7 separate regions of the Mus musculus genome follow, and regions 2, 3, 4, 5, 6 and 7 are each linked to region 1. A link is a contact called in public HiChIP or PLAC-seq and promoter capture Hi-C data. All regions are on one chromosome and are shown on one strand. The core of a region is the stretch at or near the end of the contact, and the rest is flanking DNA. Distances in the headings are between cores, read along the strand shown.

Region 1 (3,302 bases), core at 264-2,763:
AGAGAGCAGGAAATGGGAGAGAACCCAGATTTGTGGAATTGGAGCCTAAGTCCCCGCACAATGCAAGACGCAAATCTGGAGACCTAGGGGCTTGGGGGCGGGTCCTCTGCGGGCCGCTAGCCTGGCGTGCGGGCGCGCGAACACACACACACACACACACACACACACACACACACACACACACACACACACACTCACCGATTTTGGCTAAGCTGGCCACCAGGATCCACAGGGCCACCAGGTAGGGCGCCTCCACCTCGTGCCACTGCCAGCGGAAGAGCGCCAAGCCTGGAGGAGGCTCACCCAACGGCCCGGACTCCTGGGTGGGTTCTTCTGTGGCCCCCGCCCCCGCCAGGGGCAACCCGGGCAGAAGAAGCAGTGCGGCGCTCAGCATCTTGCTGTCCTCCGGGCACTGCACGGCCGCCGGCCCCGCGTCGCTGCCGCCGCCGCCGCCGCCGCTGCCGCCGCCTACCCGGCGCCCCCGCGTCACAGGCACGTGGGGCTCACTCCCCCCAATCCGAGCTCCGATACCCCCAGGCCAGGTCCGGACCCCGAGACCCTGCCCAGGATCCTAGCAGTTAGGATCCCCTCCTCCATCTCTTCTAGGTTAATCTCATCTCCGGAAATTCCCCAGCATAACCCTCCTAACCCCTCGAGTCCTGAAACCCACTCTTTCGAGTGTGCTCTCCTAAACCGCCTCTCCTCCGGATTCAGAAAGGTGACCAGCCACCGCGTCCCGGAGCACCAAGAAGGACGGGGGTCTCGGGAAGCAGAGACAAGCGCAGCTACTGCAGAACACCGCCCAGCAGCGGGCCACCCGTCCCAGGTGCTCAGGCTGCGGGTCCCAGTGCTAAGCTGAGAAAACCGCAGGGGGCGGTGCGCTGCCGCCTTCCAGCACGATCTCCAAAACCTGGGACCCCCCTACCGGACCACAGCTGCGCACGCGCACTGGGCACACCCAGAAAGCCTAATGGACAACGGTGCTCTCAACGTACCCAGAAACCTCAAGGCCGGGACGGACCCGGCTCTTTCCAGGCTGAAAAGCTGGCTATTCCTCATCTCTCCAGAGCCCAGAGGCGCCGCCTTCCCTTTCCTTCAAACTACAGGGAACTGTTTGCCTATTCCATGGATCTGAGAGGACCTTATGGAATTCCCTTTAAATTAGGAACAACTTGGGGCATTTGACTCATCTCGCCCCAAACCGAAGAATGTCTCCACTTTTCATTCATCACCCAAGCCGAAAAAACATGTGCTACCTGCCTCCTCACAGTGACTCATCCCATTCTTTTTCGAGAAAGAGCACCCGTCCTCTTTTTTTTTGCCCCCACAGCTAAAGGGGACTGAATCCACCTCTTCTTTCAAATATAAAATCTATTTCCACTTCTTATTCCACATTGAAAGAGATTCTTCTTACTGCTTTCCCCAAATGAGAGAAATGCTTTCATTTGTCTTTCAAGCTAGCAATTAGTCCCATCTCGTCCCTTGAGAGTGGCCCAGCTACCCAGATTATCCGAAGAGATTTACCCCCCCCCCCCCATCTGCCCTAAAAATCCTTACAAAGATCCGCTGCAGCCTCGCCCATACCAAATCTAAAGAAAGTCTCCCCGCCCTCTGCTCTGAGGCGGAGCGGGAGCTCGGGTTTTCCCGCCCTCCTAGCAATGGAACTAACGGGATCACCAGCTCTCTGAGTGGCTGGCCCAAGCGCCGCCTCCGGCGGTGGTTAACCCCGAGCGCGCGCTCGCCGCTCAGTCTTGGCTCCACCCCCTTCCTTGGTCCTACCTTCATCTGGCTCCGCCCCTCGAGCCGCGAGCGTCCGGCCCAGCCTGGCCCGGCCCTAACAGCAAAGTTTAGTCGAGTTGAAGTTGCAGCATTTGCAGGGGACACAAGAGGCGTCCAGCGGTAGCCGGTGGCAGAGCCATGGCGGGCGAGGAAGAGCGCGGGGATGGGGACCCAGTATCCGTGGTAACTGTGAGAGTGCAGTACCTGGAAGACACCGACCCTTTCGCTTGTGCCAACTTCCCGGAACCACGCCGGGCCCCCACCTGCAGCCTGGACGGGGCTCTGCCCCTGAGTGCGCAGATCCCTGCTCTGCACCGACTCCTGGGGGCGCCTCTTAAGGTGAGGGGCGCTGCGGAGGTTGAGGTGGGCGGTGGACAGACAGTGCTTCTAGGAGAGAGATCGTCACGGGCGGGTGCTCGCCTCCAGAAAAGTCTCCGGCCGGGGTCCTAAGGTCTATGCTCCTCTGCCTACAGGGGGAGACTCAAGTTGAGGGGACAGTATAGAAGCCAAATGAGAGTTTGTGATTTGTTCCACTCGGGCTTCCCTTGAAAGTTAGGCCCTCCTGAAGAGGTGCTTGGAGTCCCCTCGCTGCCTCTTTGCCAGGGTTGCTGCTGTGGTTGTAGCGGATTGGGGAAGTGGAGTTGGGAAGGGACAGACTTCCACCTGCTCCAGGTAGTCGGGGGCGGGGCCCCAAAGAGGGGCGGGTTTAGGGAGCAATCATAGAAGGGATCGAGGCTACCGGCTGGGTTGGGTCCTTGGAATACAGTCTCTCCAGCGCTGTTGAAGACTGGAGTCCCAGCCAGGATGAGAGGAGTCCCTTGGAAGCGGCCGTGCGCTCATGGGAGGCTGCCCGGGTGGGAAAGCCCTTTGCGTCACCGCCCCCATGGTCCCTTAGGCCCGCCGCTGGTGGCCTACGCCTGGAAGGGAGGGGGTGGATCAGTCTAATTTTAAACCGCTGGCCTACCCTAGTTGCCGACGTTCCTAGGCCGACTTTGCTCAGTTAGAGAGGCATTTTTCCGTATGTCCAGCAGGACCACCCCTCCCCTCCTGCTGGCCTCCCCTCCACCTCCCCGCAGGCATCCCTTTCCGGCTTGCTTTTTCCGGGCCAGGACTCCCAGAGGCATACACACTACCACCCCCCAGGGTTCCTGACCTGCGGGTTAGCTGGGAGCTGTGAGGGAGATGGGAGGGAGTTGATGGGGTGCCACAATTGGGCGCGGGGTTGCGTAAACATGGCCCTTAGCCCCGGGGTCTCCCCTGGAATGTGCCCTAGGCTCCAGGCCTCTAAACTGCATTCCTCGCGTTGCAGCCAGCCCTGCCTCCAAGTGCAGTCAGGAGGGGGTCGGCGAAACTTGGCCTGGGGAGTGGCCAGTGGCCAGGCAGAGCCCCAGCTCTTTAAGACCACAGCTGGAAGAATGCAGCATACTGCCCACCTCCAGAGTTTTCTGCGTAGTCTACTTTGTGTTCTTCTACTGCTCTGTTCAGAGGGGTCTGGAGGAAGCTTGCCCAGTCTGAGGTCACCT
Region 2 (3,302 bases), core at 565-3,064, 910 kb after region 1:
TCCAATCTTGCTTGCTCTTCCCTCCCATTTTCCTTTTTCCAGTTTACATTCAAGTTGGCAAACTACATGCCCATTGTTGCATCCTTTAATTTATGCTGCTAATTTTTAGCTGAACCAGAATCACTGTATTTTTCAACTGAAACCTACTTAAGTGATTGCTTTTCCTGCCATATCACATTTCCTTATGGTATTTATCAACACCTTGTAAAGTTACCCTGCTTCCTTAGAGAACAGCAAAAGGCCATACCTAAAGTTACCCCTGATCAGCACAAACCTGTCTTTCTTTTCTCCATTACTTCTCCCCTTTTACATCCAGTCTCCCCACTACCTTCTCCACTCAAGAAAAGCAGTCACAGCTGCTTGTTCTGCTGTGAAATATTGACTCTCTGAAAAATAGGATTTAAAAAAGCAAAAAAAACAGAAACCTTGCAGGGCAGTGGGGGCACTCCTAGCCCTCCAAAGGCAGAGGCAGGTGGATCTCCGAGTTCAAGGCCAGCCTGGCCTACAGAGTAAGTTCGAAGACAGCAAGGGCTACACAGAGAAACCCTGTCTCAAACAACAACAACAACAATAAAATTGGTAAAGCAAAGCCAAAAGTATTGTTAACTGTGGTGGTAAAAATCATTCACAGTTTAATAAAGTCTACAAAGGAGGAGATGAAAAACAACATTCTGAGGATTTGTGATAAACTTTCAATGAGCATCCTGAAAATTAAGCCATATAATAGTTGAAGAAACATGGCTGGAGAGATGGCTCAGCGGTTAAGAGCATTAACTACTCTTCCAAAGGACCTGGGTTCAATTCCCAGTACCCACAGGGCAGCTCACAACCATCTGTAATCCCAGTTACAAGGGGTTCAGACACTCTCTTCTGCCCTCCACAGGCATTGCATACACATAGTGGACAGATATGCAAGCAGACAAAGCACCTATACACATTTAATAAAAGTAAAACTAAAAGAGTAATGACTGGAAGTGGCAGGATACCACCTCTAGAACTGGGTCTTGGGGCTGTTTTGAGACAGGGTATCTTAGGGTTAGTGCTGTGATGAAATACCATGACCAAAAGCAAGTTGGGAAGGAAAGAGTTTATTTCATCTTACCCTTCCAGATCATAATCCATCATTGGAGGAAGTCAGGACAGGGTCTCAAGCAGGGCTAAAACCTGGGGGCAGGAACCGATGCAGAGGCCATGGAGGGGTGCTGCTTACTGGCTTGCTCAGCCAGCCCAGGCATGGCACCACCCACAATGGCATTTCTTCAATTGAGCTTCCTTCTTCCCTGATGACTCTAATTGACACACAAAACTAGCCGGCACACAGGGTCTCACTATGTAGCCCTGGCTACCCTCGAACTTGCTATGTAGACCAGGATGGCTTCAAATGTATAGAGTTCCTCCCGCCTCTGCCTCCTGAATGCTGGGATTAAAGGCGTGTGACACCATGTGCAACCATTTTAAAATTAATTTTTTTGAAGTAGGCTCTCACATAGCTCATGCTCAACTTAAACTTACCAAGTAGTCTAAGACTTCTGATCCCTCCCCCTCCCCCCCTCCCCGCCCCCACCAGCTGCCCATTGCTGGTATGACAGGACATGCAAATATCTATGTCCAGTCATTTTTTTGTGGATCTTCGTTCATGTTTGGCCCATTTTCTTTTAAACTTCTGAGCTGTAGTTTCCTCACCTCACTTATTAAGAATTAAACAAGATTCAATGAGATCGCTTTATAAATATGGTTGTCTAGCTTGAGTTCATTCCAAAGCTTGGACTTGCCGCATCAGAGGCTGCCCTGCAGGGGTCGCCAGCGCGCTCTCGGTCTGGTGGCGTCCGCGGCTCCACCTCCCGCGTAAGGCTGTCCGGCTGGCTGCCTGACCCAGCAACGTCCCTAGCTGCGGCGATCCCACGTCCCGCAGACGCACGAGGACACCGCGGGCCCGTCGGGACGCGCTGGATAACGGAGCTTCTGCGGCGTTGCGGGCGGGCAGCGCGGCCCGGCCGGGGTCCTTGCGGGTCCTCGGCGGGCCCGGGGGAGGGCCCTCTTTGTGGCTGCAGTTGGCAAGATGGCGCCGGTGGGGGTGGAGAAGAAGCTGCTGCTGGGTCCCAACGGGCCCGCAGTGGCGGCCGCCGGCGACCTGACAAGTGAAGAGGAGGAAGGCCAGAGTCTATGGTGAGGAGCGTATAGAGCCGCAGATGGCGCGGCCGGACCGGGAGCGGGCCGGAGCGGGCAGGACCGTGGGCAGACATTGATGGGCAGTCGTGGGCCGAGCGGTCCTAGGCGGTCCCGCGCTGACCACTCTTGTCATTGTCGCCGCAGGTCTTCGATCTTGAGCGAAGTGTCCACCCGTGCCAGGTCCAAGCTGCCGTCCGGCAAAAACATTCTGGTGTTCGGTGAGCAGCGGGGTACTGCCCTGGGGCGCAGGGGTGGGTCAGGCGGCGCCCCTCCCACTGGTTCCCAGGCTTCTCCACCCTTAGCGCCTGCTTGTCGCTTGCCTGCCTGGGAGGGCACCCTGGACTCTGGCAGGGTAGCTGCTGAGTCTCCAAGCCCACACCTCTACTGACCCCCTAGAATGCAGCTCCGTTTGGAGTCCAGTGATGTGATGTGGGCTTGGGGCATTGGGGCACATTCCTTCAGTCTTTTGGCTGAGCCTTCTTCAGCCTTGACTCGGTTCATCGGTTAGCCTTGTGCTCACCAAGTTGAGGATGTGGAGGAAGGAAAAAGAGGATGTGCAGGCTGGATGGAGAAGATGAGGGAAGTAGGTGACCTGGACTGGGAAACTGAGGAGATGGACGAAGTCTTTTCTTCAGTCTTCATGGGCAGGCAGCAGAGCTTGGGAGTCAGCCCCAGGAACTTTCTTGCATAAATCCTGCCCTCACTGCTGGGTTGCCCAGTCAGTCATTTAACCTCTCTGGCTTCAGTTATCTCCTTCAAATGAAAGGGATTATATGCGTTCACCTGCAATGCTGTTTGTAGAGTAGGAAATGAGGGCTGAGCAGTGGGACAGTACAGACAGTCTTAGACACCCTGAAAGAATCCCAGTGGAGCCGAGGCAGATGTGTGCGTGGTTGCATCGCATCTCTCATGTCAAGAGCAGACTGCTGTGGGCGCATCACACTGCTTGATGTGTTGAGAGAGCGCTTGTGGAATCAGGTATCTTGAAGGGTAATTGCCTAGGTGCAAGCACATCAAGATAGTAGGGTGAATCGTTTGGGCACTGTCAAAAGCCTTTTTTTTTTTTTTTTTTTTTTTTTTTGCAATAGAGGATAAAGATGAGGTCAGATCATGAAAGTCTGGAGGACTAATCG
Region 3 (3,302 bases), core at 364-2,863, 810 kb after region 1:
ACAGTCAGTGCTCCTAACTGCTGAGCCATCTCTCCATCTCCCCTGCTTCATTCTTTTAACCGAAGTGACTACAGCGATAACCTCTTTAATTTTTCTTCCCCTTTTCTTTCATTTCCTTTGCACCCATTCTTTTAAAGGGCTGGGGAGAAGGCTCAGCAATTAAGAGCACTTGTTCTGCGGAGGATCCAAGTTCAGTTCCCACAGTGAATATTTCACAACCTCACACATACATTTAAGAATAAGTTTTCCTCAAAGGAGAGGTGGCAAGATGGCTCAGCAAGCTGGAAGATTTGGGCTTATCCCTCGAACCTGTGTTGAAGAGGACGAGAAGTGACTTCTGCAAATGGTCCTCTGTCCTCCACGAGTGCATGATGGCATTCTTGCACACACACCAATCAATAAACATTAAAAAGTTGTAAGAAGTGCATGCTCTGAGGTATCCTTGTCCACTTACTAACAACTGAATGCTTCTCAAAATCACACAGTCGCAGGCAGTACAGCACCCTCGGCCCCTGATGTTGTTGTTTCCAATTACATTTGTCCATCTTTCCTTTCCTGGGGCCAAGGTGTATGCAAGGCTATGTAGTGAACTTTCACTTTCACTTTTGACCTTCTCACATTCCCTGGGTGTATTTTATATCGCTCACGTTTCACCTGTCTAACTGGAGAGGGAATGTGACAACTGACAGACATGCACAAGCACATAATGAGCTGGGAACGCCTAACGCCCCTTTTCTCCCATCAGTTGGGTTCCATAGGGGTTGGGGGAGGGAGGTCACAGCAGGGTGTCCCCTCACCTTGTGTCCTAACACTGTGCCCAGGGGAAGTGCATTTGTTAGCACTGCAATATTACTGTCAAATGGAGCCGTCTCTTTGGTCCCTCACCCCACAAGGCTGGAAGGATTTTATGTGTGGATGTACACTCATCATGTGCTGGGATAATAATCTCAGGACGTGCAAGTGCATCTGGCAATCATGAATCTGGAGACTCCTCTAGGATTTGGGATAGAGGAAAGCAATTCTTACTTGTCAGCAAGCCTCTTCTTCCCTCTTGTCCTCAACTTGCTCATAAGCTCCTTCCTTAGCATCGGCCACCAAGGGACAGTCATCCTGTGTCACATGAATCGATGATAGCTTTAATTTCCTCCTTGTTCATGGGCTTCACAGGCAACTCTGGCTGCTTCTCAGACACCCTCCCGTCCCCCAAGTCCACTTCTCATTTGTCTCCTGATGCCGTTTCATCTCGTTCAAAACCCCCTTTCCCTTGCGTCACCACGGGGAACAATTCTTGGAGGGAAGCCGTGGGGTGGGGCCCCTCTGTCTACCCATCAGGGTAGCTTCTCTATATAGAATACTATATACAAGTATGCTGGTGTATTGTTCCTCTTGGAGGAGTCTCAGGAACGGTGAACTCACCCAGAAGAGGACTAAGGTTTATCAGTGATAAGGATTATCACTCGATTTAAAAGTCGGAGTTCTCCACAATTACTGCAGGTAGAGAGAGAGAAACATTCTGTGGAACTCAACCTCAGGTTTCCCCCGGCTTCCCAGTGACGCGTGCGCAGTGCAGCGTCGGCGCCCCCTACTGGCTGCGCGCTGGAGGAGGGCGCTTAGTGCGCCTGCGTGAGGCCGAGTGGGTGGCGGCCTCCTTAGGCGGCTTTGCTGTTCGCGGGCCAGGCGCGGCCATGGCGCAGCCAGGGAAGATACTCAAGGAGCAAAAGTACGACCGGCAGCTGAGGTGAGCCGGGGTTTACGAGTGAGCAAGCCGGCCAGGCTGGCGGGCTCTCCTGACACCCGCGGGGCCTAAGTGCCTAGGCCGGGTAGGCCGGCCTCCCACGGGCCTGCGGCTGCGGCCGGCCGTGCAGGGCGTGGGGAGCCGGCGCTCTGGGATCCGGCCACTGGCCCGAGTGTTCGGCGAAGGCCGGCTCGCCCCTTCCCGCACGGCTGGCTGTCCGCGGTTTGCGGTGCGCGGTGTCTCCGCCAACCCACTGGGCTGCACAGTCTCGGCAGGCCCTCCCTACTCGTTCGCTAAACGAGGGGGGTGGGAGCACCCCATCCTGCCCGACCGCCGAGCGCTGCGCCCCGGCAGGTATTGGTCTACGCCCGCGCTGGCCAATAGAAATGCGTCATGCTAGCTTTATCGGAGCAAACCGTGTTCGTAATTACACATTTTCCAGTAGGCACCTTTCAAATAAAGTTAAAAGAAGCTAGACATGGTAATCCCAAGGACTTGAGAAGCAGAGGCAGGTGGATCGGAAACTGAAAGCCAGCCTGGCCTCCATTGGAAGACCTTGGGAACCGGGAGAATAAAGAGACAGGAAAATAAGTTTTGCTACTAGTTCTCCCCACCCCTCTCGTTTATATAGAGACATGGTCTTAAGTAGGCCAGTCTTGAACTCAAGCGCCTACGTCCCAGGTCTCAAGTGCTGAGATTGAAGATGCTCACTGCCCAGCCAGACTCAAAAATAAGTTTTTGCTCCCCCACCCCACCCCTTTTTTTTTTTTTTTTTGTCTTTTACCTTTGAGTGGCCGCCTGGACTTGCAATGTAGAGCAGACTGCGCTCAGACTTGATGCAATCCTTCTGCCTCTTTTTCCCCAACAGCTGAGATTATAAGTGTGGACTATTACACCCGGTTTATGAAGTATTGAGGCTGGAACTCTGGACATCATGCCTGCTTGCCAAATTGAGCTACATTCCCCAATCCCAGAATCAAATTTGACAGTGTTTATCTAACCTAGTATTCCAAAACATTACAATTTCAACGTAATTATTGTTAAAATTACCAAGCTATTTTTGTTGTTGTTGTTCACAGAGTCTTATAAATCAGGTATCATACACATTTTAAAAATGTCTTAATTCATGCCAGCTGCATTTCTAGTACTCAGAAACCATTTGGACAGGGCACATCTAAACCATCCGGTGGATTCTTTAGCTATTTCTCCTTCCTTGTCTCTTCCCACCTTCTTCCTTTCTTATTGAGTATACTCTGTGTCAGCTAAGTGTATCAAAGTGTTGCCATCCCCTCGCCTCTCTTAATCTCAAGAGAACTTACCCTGTGTCCCTAAGGATGGAGGTTTCTCTTTGTATTGACTACCTAGCTCTTACTCTCCCAGAGACGTAGGTACTTAGTTCTGAGAATCCTTGAAGGCAGACGGTCTTTGATACTGGATAGGGAAACTAAGTCTTGTAAAAGTTAGGTTAATTTGCCCAGAGTTAGACATGTTTCCAGCTTGGGGCCACCTGGCTTTTTCAGACTCATCCTTTGTCCCAAGCTTCTAGAGAGAGAAACAAGGTAGCAGA
Region 4 (3,302 bases), core at 325-2,824, 760 kb after region 1:
CAATACGTGGTTAGGTTTTGTTTTATTATTGTTGTTTTATTCATCACTGGGGACTGAACACAAGGTCTCTTCTATTTGATCTACCACTGAGCTACATCCCCAGCCCTCTTTCACACTTAGCCTTGAACTTTAGATCCTCCTGCCTCAGATTCCAGGGTAGCTAGAATTAGCCATCAGTTGCTGGTCTCACAGAATTCCTGTGTAATTTGTATTGGTCATTGTTGTTTTGTTTTGAGACAAGGTCTTACTTTGTCACCCTGGCCAGCATGAAATTCACTGTGTAGGTCAAGCTGTCCTCAAAATCAGAGATCTGCCTGCTCTGACGTTCTCAATACCTCATGAGATTAAAAGTGTGTGCACCATGTCAAGATTTCACAACGTTCTGTAAAGACTTAATAAAATACGACACTTCTGAGCCGTCACAGTGCTATCACGCCTTTAATTCCAGAATTCCGGAAGCAAAGGTGAAGAGGCAAGCTGATCTGTGAGTTCAAAGCCAGCCTGATCTACATTGCAGACTGTTACTTTGCTTGACAAAGTAAGCCCATGGGAATGGGGGGGGGGGGTTGAAACTGGGAGTGTGGGTGCACGCCTTTAATCCCAGCACTTAGAAGGAAAAGGCAGGCAGAATTTGAGACCAGGTACACAGAGAAACTGTCTCAAAAATCAACAAAAGGAGGGAGCCACTATTTTTGTCCTTGGGATACATTCTGTACAGATTTTTATATCATTGGGCCAACTACTGTGAACATGATTTCCTATTAAAGGCAATGTTTTCAGTGATAGTACTATTTATGGTTTTTGGCATAAACATTCACAACTACTGGTGACTTGGAGCTTGTTTCCACTAACCTGGTACCAAATTACATGGCATTTGCAGTCACCTTTCCCTTACTTATTTCCAAAACCAGTAGGTCAAAGGGTATAAACGCACTGTCAAACCGATTTCCCAAAGCCAATACCCATCCCGCTGAACTTGGGACAGATGAGGTCGGACAGGGGCAGATGGCCTCAGACGCCCCTTGACCCTGCAGAAAGGACAGGCAGCTGTGCGCAATGAAAACCATTCGCCTCCAATGGGACAGAAAGAATTTAGCACCCCTAAAGAAACCAAGTCTCTTGATTTCTTGGCTGGACCGCAAGGCTCTAAGAAATCCCAGCCCCCGTTTAGTGGCTGAGCCTTGGCTTTCCAAGGTGTAAGAATCCAGTTGCGACGTCCAGCTCACCGGTGCTCCAGTACTAAGGAAGCTGGTGCAGAGAACCGGCTAAGCAGTCGTCTCCTCCACCAGTGCGCGGGCCCACGTGGCGCGTGCGCGCGAGTGGGGTGACCATGACCAGGGGCCAGCTCGTCCCGCCCTCTCACCTCATCCCCCTCTCCGCCCCATCACCTGAGGTACCCGTAAACTAGGCTAGGGAAGGCGTCCGCACCCCGAATCGTCCCCTTCCTTACCTCGTATCCTCGTCCTCTCCTCCCCAGCTGGCGCCGCTGGCACTCGGCGGATCCTCTCGGCTCACTCTGGTCCTGAGCACAGTTCCGCGGTTGCTGCGACTGGGTTTTACTTCCCTGGAGAGGCCCCCAGTCGAGGAACCAGCACCAAAAGAAATATCCCTCCCGCCATTCCTGATTGGCTTATCCTTGGAGGCGGGCCCTTGACGGACATTGAGATTACCCAATGGATGAGGAGGGCAAAAGGAAGGCAGAGGGGCGGGGCCGGGAGGGGCCACCCTGCACTCTACCCCCTGGGGTTACCCGTGGCTTTTGTGCAGCCGCTGCGCCAGTAGGTCGTCACGTGGGGCTCTTCCCCAAGCTTCCCTTATCACCACACCCTGCAAAGCCAGAACCAAGAGACCTCTCCAGTTCTTTACAGTTCATTCTCACATAGATTCCTCCCGGGTTTTGTTCCGTTCCCTCCAAGCCTCTCTCCAAAGTGCCACATCTTTATTATCTTTGGACACCTATCTTGAAGGCTTTATGGACACTCTAGGTTCTACTTGCCCTGACCTTATCTTCCAGTCAAACCTGCTTTTCTTCCTAAACCAGCAATGGCTTCGCCGGCCCCAGAAGACCCAAGTCCAAACACCAGGGTCAATTTGATGCTTCCCTTACTGTCACACACTTTAATCCTGTCATTCCCACCTCCTAAGTCCCTTCCCACCCATCCATTTGCCAATGCCAGACTCCAAAGCCTTTAAGGCCCCCTACTTCCAAATTACACTTAGTCCCAACCGATTTTCCTTCCTTTACAAACAGCTAGAAGGAACCTTCTAATACTCACATTTCTGATCTAAAGAGTTCATTGGCTCCTTACTAACCACCATTTTGAATTCTCAATTACATTGGCCTCTTAGCGACAAGTGATGTTAGCCGCACCTTTACTTGTTGGTAGCTTGGGAGAGCCAGAACCAGAGAGGTCCAGAGCTTTCCCTCCTTGCCTTCTGGTCCTAACAATAGCTGAGTCTGGTCTTCACCTTATAATGTGTGAGTCAGTAGAGTCCTTTCTTGAAGTCAAAGAGAGATAAGAGATAGCAGAAAGGTCTGAGAGTGCTGTCTCTGGAAAGAAAGGCAAGCTGGTTTACCCAAAGTCACGTCTGAGGTAAAAGTGTTCCTGCTGTATTTCTGTGATGTGTCCCCTTACTGGGCCTCAGGCCTCTCAAGGAGGTGGTTGCTTGGGAGTGTTTTGTTTTATTTGTGTTTTTGAGGTAGCATCTCACTAGGTAGCCCTAGCTGGTCTAGAACTAGCTATGTAGAACCGGCTGGTCTCCAATGTACAAAGATCCACCTACTTCTGCCTCCCAAATTCTGGGATTAAAGGCGTTTGCTAAATCCCTGTTTTTGTTCTGGGTTTTGCTTTGGTTTTGTGATACTGAGGATTGAACCTAGAGCCTCCTGAATACTATCAAACACTATCATAGATAGATCTTCGTTACTCTACCCTGTCCCCCTCTCCCCTCCCATCCTACCCTACCCCTTCCCCTTTTTATGCCTTGAGACAGATTCTCACTAAGTTGTCAAAGTCAATCTTGAACTTATGTCCTCCTGCCTCAGCCTCAGAAGTAGCCCTGAGGGTGTTATATAGGTCTGCACCCTGTCTGGAAGTTGTAAATCAGAATTTGTACTAAGTTTCTTCTGGACACTGTGGGGTCTCTTTCAGGCCCATACTAAAAACCAAGTAAGTAAATGGGCAGGAGAGAACAAAGAGGCATGCTTTACTGTGCTGTACTTTTAGTTTGTTTTACAAATACTTTATCTGATTGCATAGAAGGTTATCCTTCAGAACAGGGACAGGAAGTCGCTGCTGCAG
Region 5 (3,302 bases), core at 396-2,895, 550 kb before region 1:
TGAAAAGGGGACACAGCTCAGTTGTTAGAATGCAAAATGCCCAGGATCAATCACTGTACAGGGGGAGGAAGGAGACTTAAAAAAAACTTTAAAAGCACAGATTTCTACCTCATATCTTGTTTCTTTCTTATTTTTTGTTTTGCTTCATGAGACAGGGTCTCACTCTGTAGTCCTGGCTGACTTGGTACTCGATATGCAGTCTGGGATCATCTCAAGTACCATGGTAATCCTGCTCCTTCTGCTTCGCAAATGCTGGGGTTACAGCATTTAAGCTACCATACATTGTAAGCTGACCATGTAGCTAAGTGAAAAGGGTTCAGGCCCTGAGTTCAATTTCCATCAACGAAATCAGCAGAAAAATAAAGTGAAGACTCCCCCCACCCCACCCCCAAGACAGCCTCACTATATCAGACTGTCCTTTAACTTTTGGGCATCCTCCTGCTTCTCTCTCAGGAGTGCGGTGATCACAGGCATGCACCACCAAACCAGGGCTTTGGAGTATTTTGTTTTTGAGACGGGGTCTCATATAGCCCAGGTTCGTCCTAAATGTACTATGTAGCCTAAACTAGCCCTTATTGATCGGAAGTGTAGTCTACCACATCTAGAGAAGAGTAAAACTCTTGAATTTGTATCTTGAAAAAAAATACTTCAAGATGTCACTGTTTGCTGTGACTATCTCAAAATGCTGGCCATGACAGATGTTCCCCCAAGGCTTAATCTGTATCTATTCAAGTCAGTGTCCCGATAGCTTTAACTAAACACTACTACTGTGTGAACGCAGGAGACAGTTTTCCAAGGAAAAGACATTGGTGATAGATTCAAAAAGACACAGGTTAATTTCCTCTACTGGTGAGTGAGGGTGGAAATGAACGGAAGTTTCACAAACCGAGAAAGCAGCTATCTGAACCTCGAGGGTATGAAACCACAGAGTTAATAGGAGGCTCACATGCCTCAACAAAACACTACATAATCGCAGTACAGACGTGCCCAGGCGTTCTCTGCAGGGCTAGGTAGGCCACATCCGATTATGATAAGCTTTGAATGCTGCAGGCTACAAGGTTTAGTTTTTCCCTACAGTGACTAAGGAGGCAATTTTAACGAGTGATTTTTCTGGTGCGAATTATACACGCAGCAGCTTCAGAGGACTGAGCGGGGCTCTCCTTATAAGTATGACAGGTTTGCCTTGCAAGCGACCCAGCTGGACTCTGGCCCTTTTTCCAGCCAGTACATGGAAGCGATCGATGGCCCCCGCAGGACCCTGGCGTTCAGTCGCAAGGGAAGGGTGTGGAGTAGGCGCCGCACACAACAAGGTTAGATCAACCTGACCCGCGCTGGACGCGGGACGGCTGGGCCACAGACAGGCAGATGACCAAGTCCATCGGGCCTAACGCGGCAGGAGGTTTCGAGGCCATGCCTGGGGACCGCGGGTAGCCACAGCCCGGCCTGCTCCCCAGCCCACAGGCCCCAGTGCACGGGGACCGAGGGCTCGGAGTCGCGCCAGGCCCTGGCTGCGCCCGCGGCTGAACTCGCAGGCCCCTCACGCCGGTCAGGCCGAAGCCCCGAGCCGGAAGGCCTCACCTCGCGCGGGCGGCGGGCTCTCCGGAGTCTCGGCGGCTCAGCCCACCGTCTCCCAGCCCAGGCCACGGGCGCCGCCGCCATCCTCCCGCGTCAGCGTGGTGGCGTCATTACTGCGCGCGCCTGACGCCAAAACAAACTTGGGCGGCCAAGGGACGGAAGGGAGGCGGAGCCTCCAGACGCGAACGCAAGTGTGTGTAGGGGGGGGGGGGGGTTCGGAGTGCCTGCCAATCAACGTCTTCGGGGCGGAGCAGAGCTCTTTTCCAGGGGTGGGTCTGTTTGCCGCTAGACACCGCTGGGGAGCCATTTGTGGAGGGAAAAGTTCTGGGAAAGGTAATGACCGAGAGAAATGGAAAAAAAATGGCAAGATTCTTCTATAGATGAAGGAGTTCTTGAAGGGCAAGGGAGTGTGTCATCACGCCAGGGCTAATTTTTTTTAATGTATTGATGCAAAAACAAATGAATCACGAGATTTATAACATAAAATAAAAAGTAAAAAAGATTGTTAATGTATTGATGCAAACACAAATGAATCACGAGATTTATAAAATAAAATAACGAATAAAAAAGATTGTTACCAAGCTTGACATGGTGGGCACATTCCTTTAATCTCAGCACTCAGGCAGGAGGATCTCTGAGTTCCAAGCCAGTGTGGTCTACAAAGCTAGTTCCAGGACAGTCAGGGCTATTACAGAGAAACCTGTCTCAAAAATAAACAAAGAAGCTGGACGTGGGGGCACACGTCTTTAATCCTAGCACTCGGGAGGCAGAGGCAGGCAGATTTCTGAGTTCGAGGCCAGCCTGATCTACAAAGTGACTTCCAGGACAGCCAAGGCTATACAGAGAAACCCTGTCTTGAAAAAAAAACAAAAAATTAATTAATTAAAAAAATAAAGATTTTTTTTTTTGTACTAACACACTAGGTTTTGAAACAACTTTTACTTTTTTAAAAAAGACAAAACATCGTTAGCCTGTAATCCTAGTACTTTGGAAGCAGCAACAAGAAAGACTTTAGTTTGAGGCTAGCCTGGTGTATTTATTAAGGTCCTATCTCAATAAAAAAATTCATCAGTGTGTTCCCACATGCCTATAATCCTGGCACTCAGGAATTTAAGGGGATATTGCAGTGAGAGGTTTAAAAAAAAAAAAAGGCCAGGTTATAGAAGTTATAAGTTTTCTTGGGATACAGATTAAGACCATCTTTCAAAATGGCAGCAATGAAATTTGTTTCTCAAAGGGTTATGGGATTACTAAAAACATGAACTTTAACCCAGCCTGGTGTGATTTGGGAAGCAGAGGGGGGACCTCTGAGTTCAAGGCCTGCATGGTCTGTCTATAGCAACAGGATACCCAGGGCTGCTGCACAGGGAGACCTTGCCTAAAAAAAACAGCATGAGGAGGGGTGATACCCAGAGTAGGGCTTCCCCTTCTCAAAAGAGACAGGGAAAGTGGATGGGGGAAGGACCTGTGTGACTGATTACTGAGAGGAAAGGAAGGGGTGATAAAGTGAATAAATAAATAATTTTTAAAGGTTTATTTTTTTTATGTAAGTACACTGTAGCTGTCTTCAGACACACCAGGAGGAGGCGTCAGATGTCATTACGGATGGTTGTGAGCCACCATGTGGTTGTTGGGATTTGAACTCATGAACTCTGGAAGAGCAGTCAATGCTCTTAACTGCTGTGCCATCTCACCAGCCCAATAAATAATTTTAATAACAACAAAAA
Region 6 (3,302 bases), core at 301-2,800, 530 kb before region 1:
TCTCCCTTCCTAGCCGTCTATGGTGAGGATAAAAAGGCCTAGGCTACACAGCTAATCATGCCAGGCTCTACAAAGTCTGTACACAGTTGTCTGCTCAGCTGACCGTGGGCATCAGAGGCACTAACCGCCTCATGAGTCAAGGGAGCACACCCTGAAAGCACAAGCCCAGGAGGCTCAGACAGCAAACGGATTATCTGTGGCTGTCTCAGCTGAACCCACTGGAGAGTACAAGTGCCCGCTTTAGCAGTCTGGGTTCCACCAGCAGGCATAAAAGGTGTGAGAAAAGAATCACTTCTCAGTATGTACACCATTATCTCTGGTCAACCACCTCAATGTTCAAACGTCTCTGAATCGCACGGAAACATCTCATTTTTATACATACTATTTCCTTTTTGTAATATGTGTCTTCCACATAAGTGCCTCGAGGACTTTTCCTGGTATTCAATCTCCTGTCTATAGTATCCAAACTAGCCCTAACAGTCTCCTCTCAAACCAGCCCTCTATCTCCCTCACCGTTATTTCCCCATTCCCATCAAAGTACCCTGACCATCCTTTTACAATAACATTATATTACAATGCTGGTGGCCTTCTGTCCTGGGAACTCTCATCTGGGAAGAGTAGCCCCAAGGAGGATACTGGGAGCCTAAGTAAAACTCGAATGAATTGGGAACATATGGGCTTGCTGACGTTTGGAACCTAATCTAACCTCATCAGAGCCTGTCTGTGATCTGCCTTCAATCCAGGAGAAACATGCTTTTGGGGTTGTCCACCTTTTGCCAGAAAATCGTTTTCAGAGCAACACCTGGCCTGGGAGTATACACTTTTGGGGGGAAGCCAAGTTGCAGGGTGGGCACAGAGGCTCTTCAGCAGATCACTTAATTCTAGGCCTAGAACTCGCTAAACCGACACTGCACCAGGCCTCTGAACCCTGGCGAGGAGGGATACGGGGCCAGTTCTCAAAGCACTGAAATTTGGAGGCAAGGAAACCAGATGGATTGAGTGGATTCCGAGGAGAGCGCCATACCTTCAGCCAAAACACTTAAGAACAAGGCAGAATGGTCTGGCATAGGATGGGGAGGGGTAACACCCAGGGGTCTGCGCCATTCTCTGGATATACCCAGGGATCATCCATGACTCCAATTCCTGTCCTCCGCAATCAAACCGGAGGATCCCGAGTCTGGCTAATGGAGCCTATGGCACCCGAAAACGGTTCAGATCCACGCCATACGTCCACCACTTCGCTAAGAGCCTACACACCCCATCCCGGCTCACCTCCGGCGGGCCGGTCCAGTTTGAGTATGTCCCGCAGATGCTGCGTGGCGTCCTCAATGTCGATGCTCGCGCAGGAGGCCATGGGCCCAGCCACGAGAGTCCTGCTCGCCCGACGTTAGTTCCTCTACCTCCGCAGTGTCCAATTTCGCCCAGCCACGACCCCGCTAGAGAGGAGACAGAGCACTACACAAAACCTAGCCGCAGTTCGCAAACCGCCGCCCGGACTGCGTCCGTGAGCCCTGCCAACCCCACCAACCGCCTCCACTTCCGGTCCCACTGACCTTCGCTCCCGGAACCTACAACTACCGCAGAAGAAAGGTTCCGAGCTCAAGGAGCCCCAGTTCCTATCAGAGGCAGCCTCCGTAGGCTGCTTGCTCCTGGCTAGCCCAGTAGTGGCTAAACTTCACAAGACTGAGAAAGAGTAAATGTACTCAGCATTGGACTGCCTAAAACCCTACCATCTCTGGAGATCTAACCCAGGTCCTAGGCCATTCTGATGAACTGGATAATGGTACAACAAAGCCAACTTTACCACTCAGGTAGTAACTTTTCAGACCTTAAATAAGGTGAACTGGTAAGGGTCTGTTCCCCCGCTTAGGAGTAAGCAAGACCAAGACATCTTCGAGGTCATTAGCCCCAGGAGATGCAAGGGCAAGGGAGATAGTTTCTACCCCCAAAACTGTCATTGTTACCAACTGTCCCCAGTAACCCCTTGTCCCACACGGTAACTTCACGTTAGGAATAAAGAGACCATAGTTTACAAACACCTCTTTATTGCAGACATTTCAGGCACAGGTACATGGAAGAAGCTGTATTGCAGATTTTATACAGGGTGGATTAAGAGGCAGCTGGCATCTACCTCTCTCCCACCCCTACTTCCCCCAATACACAGCAGCTAGAGATCAATCCCACTGGAACCTTCTGTGTAGCGTCCAGGACTATGCTGGTCTAACCAGGCAACCTGTGGAGTATGTGGAAATCTTTACTCTCCCCTCACAATGCAGGAGAGCAGGGAGAAGGGCATGTTCAGGTGTGCCTAGCCAATCCTAAACCCCAAATCCTGGGCTTGGTTCTAGCTTGCAGTTGCTATTTTAGTAGCTTTATACTATCCAGAGGTCTCAAGGATGAAAAGCTATATCGGTACTGAGCAAGACCTGTGCCCAGACTAAGAAACAGGGCAGAAACTGCCATACTAGTTAAGATTTCCTGGGATTTGAAGAGTGTATGGGGTATGTGGAAAGTAGGAAGATGGTGTGTAAATGCCCTGCACAGGTCTTGAGGGGAGAGTTAGAGCACTCCTTCACACTGCTTCCTTCCAGTGTGGAATTTATACTCCACCTAATGGCGCCTGGCTCTGATATCCCAAGCAGGCAGCACAGCATCTCTCGCTTTGCTTGGGGAATGTGGGCATCTGCATGTCACTTATTTTGGGTATAGAGCAGGCCCCTACATTTAGGACTTCAACCCAGAGGGTATAAATATGGGAAGCCATATTTGCTAAGGCCTTTCTAGCTGCTACAGAATATCTACCCTGCTACTAGACCCAAATCTACAGAGCAGAGGCCACAGGTGGTATCAGACAGAGCTGACTGAAGAGCCTTCAGTCCAAGAGAAGCTTCAGGCCAGGCCTGCGTTCCAAAACCCTGGGGCTGGAGAGAACTCTGCCCCGGCCCGCAGACATGCGAGCTTAGCCACTTGAGTGAATCTGCTCCTTGCAGTAGGTTCTGTTGAGGTGAGGCAGATGGGGGTGGGGAAAGTGAGACAATGGGCTGGAACTGTTGATGCCCAGCCAACTACTTAACTAATTAAAACAATTTAAACTGTTAAGAAAATTTTTGTGGTTTTATTGTATCATGAGGCATTGAAACATCTGAACAAATCAATATCTGGGCGGTTGGTGAGGCAGCTGCTTTCTCCTTCACTTCTTTGGGTTACTAGAGCAACTTGTCAGTAGATTAAAAAAACAAAACAAAACAAAAAATAAAACAAAAACAAAACCCGACAATCGTTTGCATTACTTAAGTCTTTCC
Region 7 (3,302 bases), core at 552-3,051, 510 kb before region 1:
CTCCAGAGCCTATTGGCTAAGCCTTACTTCCATGTGCTTAACAGCTATAATAGAGATTAAGAAGCTGAGTCAGTCCATAGAAGGTAGGCCCTGGTGAGAGCTGAGCAATTTGCTTGTGGCCTTTGACTAGGGAGAATGACTGGACAGAGAACTGTACTGGAGGGGGAAAAAAAAAATCAAGTGAAAGCCAGAGCAACAGTACTGAGGAAATATTCAGGGAGCAGGGGGCGCTAAAGATAGTGGCTTTCAGCTTTCTGGCCCTAAGTCAGTCATCCTAAGAGACTGGGCACTCTGCTTGCCCAGGTCTCTGGGACCTCTTAGGCCTTTTAAGAACTGTGACACAGAAGCCAGCAACAGACCAGAGAATTCAACCTGACAAGAGATGCTTTCTGCCAAGTCCTGGGAGCTTTTCTCCACTAGTTCCTAATCATCACTCAAAACAGAAGTGCATTCTCAAAGCCTGCCTACTAGTAACTAGTCAAATACACTACATCTCCAGGAATTCAAGGTGATGGATGACCTGAGGTGCCATTGCTAAGGTACTTTCTCTAGACCCATCCAGCTTCTTGACTGTTCACAGGCAGCCCTAGCACACGTGAAGAGAAAGCAGACATCGTGACTTCTAGTTCTAGATCTACAAAACAACTTCAAAAGGCAAAAACAGTCTAAGCCAGTGCCATAGGCACAAGGCCCCTTCCACCTTCTCTGGGCTCAAAAACCTCAAGCATGGAGTCCATTTCTTCATGAATTAAATCCGACCTCATCACTTCAGTAAGGAGTCATCTTCCTGCTAACTCTAGGAGGTTCTAACGTACTTTAGAATTGGGCCCTGACTGAGAAATCTAACAAAAACACTGGAGGCTCACACAACCCACCCCAGAGCTGGAGTCTAGTCATGGATAAGATTGGAGCTGCCTCTCCAAAGATACTAGGTCCTTATTTTCCAGGACTAGCTAGAGGTAAAGTCCCACGAGGCATCCCCTCCCACCCCAGAATCCCTGCCCTTGTCCTCCATGCTGGACACTGCAGCACCGGTTCTACCGAGGTAGAGGTTAAGTTTCGTGCACTCCCAGCAGGCAATCAAGCAGAGAAGCGTTCACCTACATCCTAGCCGGGCTATGGTTTGGAACCGGGCAATGGTCCCAAGCCCCAGCAGCGGCAGGAGGGCCACCCTTACCCATGCTGGCTCTGGAGCGAGCTGGGTGGCGTTGCCCATCCCCGGATCTTCGCCGGCGGGTGGTGGGACGTGGGTCTGGGATCGGCCCGCCAACCTGCCTGCAGAGGTTGCAGGATTCGAGCAAGCCAGGCAAGGCCACACAGGGCCGGGCCCTGAGAGCTATCCTGATCGTCCGGACAAAAGAAAAAGATCTGGCCATCAGCCAAGACACAGGGTGGCCCGGACAGCCGTCCATCAGGCTCTCAGCATTCCCCGGGCCGCGGCCGCAGACAATCCGCGGTAGGCGGAGCCGCGCGCGACACATGGTGCGGGCCCCGTGCCTCTTCGGGCCGCCGTGGGGGTGTGAAGAGGGGAGGGGCCTCCCAGGGCCTCGAAGCAGAAGCTCCCGGCGGCCTAGAGCGCGGCTCCTGCGGCCCAGCCCCCGCCCCGGAGCGCTGGCCCCAACACTCACCCGTGGGGCTGGCACGATGGCGGCAGCGGCGGCGGCAACCCAGCGCGGTCTGCGACCGACTGTCCCTTCCCCCTTGCCTTCCCTCGCCCGTCCCGCTGCACTCAGGGAAACGTAGTCCCAGTATGCTCCTTATACGCCTTAGTGAGCTTAGCTAGAACTACATTTCCCAGAATGCCATTCGCAGAGGCGCAGCCACGGCTCGCAGCGCGGGAGGAGAGGCTAAGTTAGGGAGGGAGGCGGTCCGGGTGAGCCCCTGAGAATTGTGGTCTAGCGGAAGCCTCTGGAACACGGAGTTGGCGCCAGGCAAGGATCAGGTCTCGGTTGTAGCTGGGTCCCAGCTGGCTTGGCCCCGCCTAAGTGTATGTGGCCTATGGAGCCTGACCCCGCCTCCATGGGAGCCTGGTTTAGCTTGGAGCTGGCTGGCTTGTCCCAGCAGCCCCTCCCTAGGCCCCTAGTCCAAAGCCTACTCCCTTTAGGCGCCCTGGCTACCAGCTCTGCTCCTCTAGCATCAACCCACGGGGGCGAAACCCACTCCTCTCTTGTTCAATGAGTTAGCTGTGTCTCAGAGGAAGCCACTTATCCCAAAGTTGGTTGGAAGGTAACTAGGTTTTTATTGAAACTCTAAACACTCATCTAAGGTGGGCCCATAGTTGGAGAGGTTAACCTCACGTGTACAGAGAGGTATTTTTAAAAACAGAATCGTGAGGGTTTTCTTTTTTTGATTTCCAGGTTTACTTGTTTTGTTGGAGCAGACAGGGCAACTATTTTTGTTTGTTTATTTGTGTTGAGGAGGGATGAGCCACGACATGGGTGTGGAGGAGAGAAGCAGCTTTCTGGAGTCAGTTCTTCCACCATGGGGGCCTTGAAATCAGATTCTCTCAGGTTTAGCGACCCACGGAGCCAGCTCACCTTCCAACTTTAATTTTTATTGAAAGATAACTGGCGAAACGTAATTTTCCTAAATGGCCAGACTGTAAATAATCTTCCCACCCCTTCCCCTTTACTTTCAATATCCTTTTCAGTTTCCTGGGTGACACAAATATTTGAAGTAACGCCTCTCCGTCCCGCCTGTGCTGGGCAAATGGCTCTGCTACCAACCCACAGAACCACAGAAAAGGAAAATGGCTGCAAACACCCCTATCTTCCTAGTCAGAAGACTCTTTAATACTTCTGTTTTGCCCTCTTAGCCTCACCCCACCTCCTGGAGATGACTGATAAAACCAGGCTAAGCTTCTTGATTAAAGCCCCTGTCTAAACTGGGCAGTGGTGGCACGTGCCTTTAATCTCTGCACTTGGGAGGCAGAGACAGCAGATTTCTGAGTTCAAGGCCAGCCTGGTCTAAAGAGTGAGCTCCAGGACTTCCAGGAGACAGAGAAACCCTGTCTCGAAAAACAAAACAAACCAAAAAAAAAAAAAAAAGAGAAAAAAAATCCTCTGTCTATCCAGACCACTTTGCTTGGTCACTAAGAACTCCATGTTACCCTGTTGGCGACACATCAGGAGCCTGACCCCACCAAGAAAACAAAACACAAGCAAATCATGAGACAGGATGAAGGATCCAAGGAATGTTGCTAATGGGTTCAAAAGAACCAAGGTGACAGCATCTGTTCTTTGGAAGACCAGGAACTCAAGGACAGGCTGGAGAGAGAAGCCCCCATTCTAAGGGAAGGGTAT

What was found. Promoter capture Hi-C pulls out the DNA fragments that hold promoters and counts their contacts. HiChIP or PLAC-seq counts read pairs in DNA pulled down with a chosen protein or histone mark.
Region 2: a contact with region 1 is called in an H3K4me3 HiChIP or PLAC-seq map of embryonic forebrain, with 2.8 times the contacts expected there. The contact joins the promoter of Dync1li2 here to the promoter of Slc9a5 in region 1. A contact is called at or near these places in 1 of 39 promoter capture datasets (pre-B cells) and 1 of 115 datasets of contacts at active chromatin or transcription factors (embryonic forebrain).
Region 3: a contact with region 1 is called in a promoter capture Hi-C map of embryonic stem cells, with 3 times the contacts expected there. The contact joins the promoter of Nae1 here to the promoter of Slc9a5 in region 1. A contact is called at or near these places in 3 of 39 promoter capture datasets (embryonic stem cells and hippocampal neurons).
Region 4: a promoter capture Hi-C map of stem cell-derived epiblast-like cells shows a contact between it and region 1, with 8 times the contacts expected there. The contact joins the promoter of Pdp2 here to the promoter of Slc9a5 in region 1. A contact is called at or near these places in 8 of 39 promoter capture datasets (3T3-L1-derived adipocytes, the C10 cell line, cranial neural crest and 4 more), 1 of 484 Hi-C or Micro-C datasets (embryonic stem cells), 2 of 115 datasets of contacts at active chromatin or transcription factors (both in embryonic stem cells) and 1 of 9 other capture datasets (embryonic stem cells).
Region 5: a contact with region 1 is called in an H3K4me3 HiChIP or PLAC-seq map of embryonic stem cells, with 8 read pairs. The contact joins the promoter of Pskh1 here to the promoter of Slc9a5 in region 1. A contact is called at or near these places in 2 of 39 promoter capture datasets (liver and pre-B cells) and 2 of 115 datasets of contacts at active chromatin or transcription factors (embryonic stem cells and epiblast stem cells).
Region 6: an H3K4me3 HiChIP or PLAC-seq map of pro-B cells shows a contact between it and region 1, with 2.2 times the contacts expected there. The contact joins the promoter of Edc4 here to the promoter of Slc9a5 in region 1. A contact is called at or near these places in 3 of 39 promoter capture datasets (cranial neural crest, hippocampal neurons and liver) and 3 of 115 datasets of contacts at active chromatin or transcription factors (microglia, pro-B cells and stem cell-derived epiblast-like cells).
Region 7: a promoter capture Hi-C map of embryonic stem cells shows a contact between it and region 1. The contact joins the promoter of Nutf2 here to the promoter of Slc9a5 in region 1. A contact is called at or near these places in 6 of 39 promoter capture datasets (the HPC-7 cell line, cranial neural crest, embryonic stem cells and 3 more), 1 of 484 Hi-C or Micro-C datasets (embryonic stem cells) and 4 of 115 datasets of contacts at active chromatin or transcription factors (astrocytes, bone marrow-derived macrophages, embryonic stem cells and 1 more).

The regions. Positions count from the first base shown.
Region 1 is chr8:105,346,469-105,349,770 of GRCm38.p6, reverse strand. Slc9a5 (solute carrier family 9 (sodium/hydrogen exchanger), member 5) reads right to left here and starts at 1,513. Exons shown (of 16, transcript NM_001081332.1): 1 at 199-1,513. The coding sequence starts at 394. Fhod1 (formin homology 2 domain containing 1) reads left to right here and starts at 1,801. Exons shown (of 22, transcript NM_177699.4): 1 at 1,801-2,118. The coding sequence starts at 1,918. Gm46049 (a long non-coding RNA gene) reads right to left here. Exons shown (of 4, transcript XR_003947441.1): 3 at 2,933-3,302; 4 at 2,115-2,696.
Region 2 is chr8:104,441,559-104,444,860 of GRCm38.p6, reverse strand. Dync1li2 (dynein, cytoplasmic 1 light intermediate chain 2) reads left to right here and starts at 1,814. Exons shown (of 13, transcript NM_001013380.2): 1 at 1,814-2,166; 2 at 2,314-2,387. The coding sequence starts at 2,060.
Region 3 is chr8:104,532,948-104,536,249 of GRCm38.p6, reverse strand. Nae1 (NEDD8 activating enzyme E1 subunit 1) reads left to right here and starts at 1,613. Exons shown (of 20, transcript NM_144931.3): 1 at 1,613-1,738. The coding sequence starts at 1,686. It also overlaps a transcript of Car7 not described here.
Region 4 is chr8:104,589,744-104,593,045 of GRCm38.p6, reverse strand. It overlaps Pdp2 (pyruvate dehyrogenase phosphatase catalytic subunit 2), which reads right to left and starts at 1,574. Exons shown (of 2, transcript NM_001024606.2): 1 at 1,451-1,574.
Region 5 is chr8:105,898,817-105,902,118 of GRCm38.p6, reverse strand. Pskh1 (protein serine kinase H1) reads right to left here and starts at 1,645. Exons shown (of 3, transcript NM_173432.2): 1 at 1,579-1,645.
Region 6 is chr8:105,879,129-105,882,430 of GRCm38.p6, reverse strand. Edc4 (enhancer of mRNA decapping 4) reads right to left here and starts at 1,550. Exons shown (of 29, transcript NM_001301100.1): 1 at 1,273-1,550. The coding sequence starts at 1,354. It overlaps Nutf2 (nuclear transport factor 2), which reads right to left. Exons shown (of 5, transcript NM_026532.4): 5 at 2,029-3,302.
Region 7 is chr8:105,859,032-105,862,333 of GRCm38.p6, reverse strand. Nutf2 (nuclear transport factor 2) reads right to left here and starts at 1,801. Exons shown (of 5, transcript NM_026532.4): 1 at 1,629-1,801.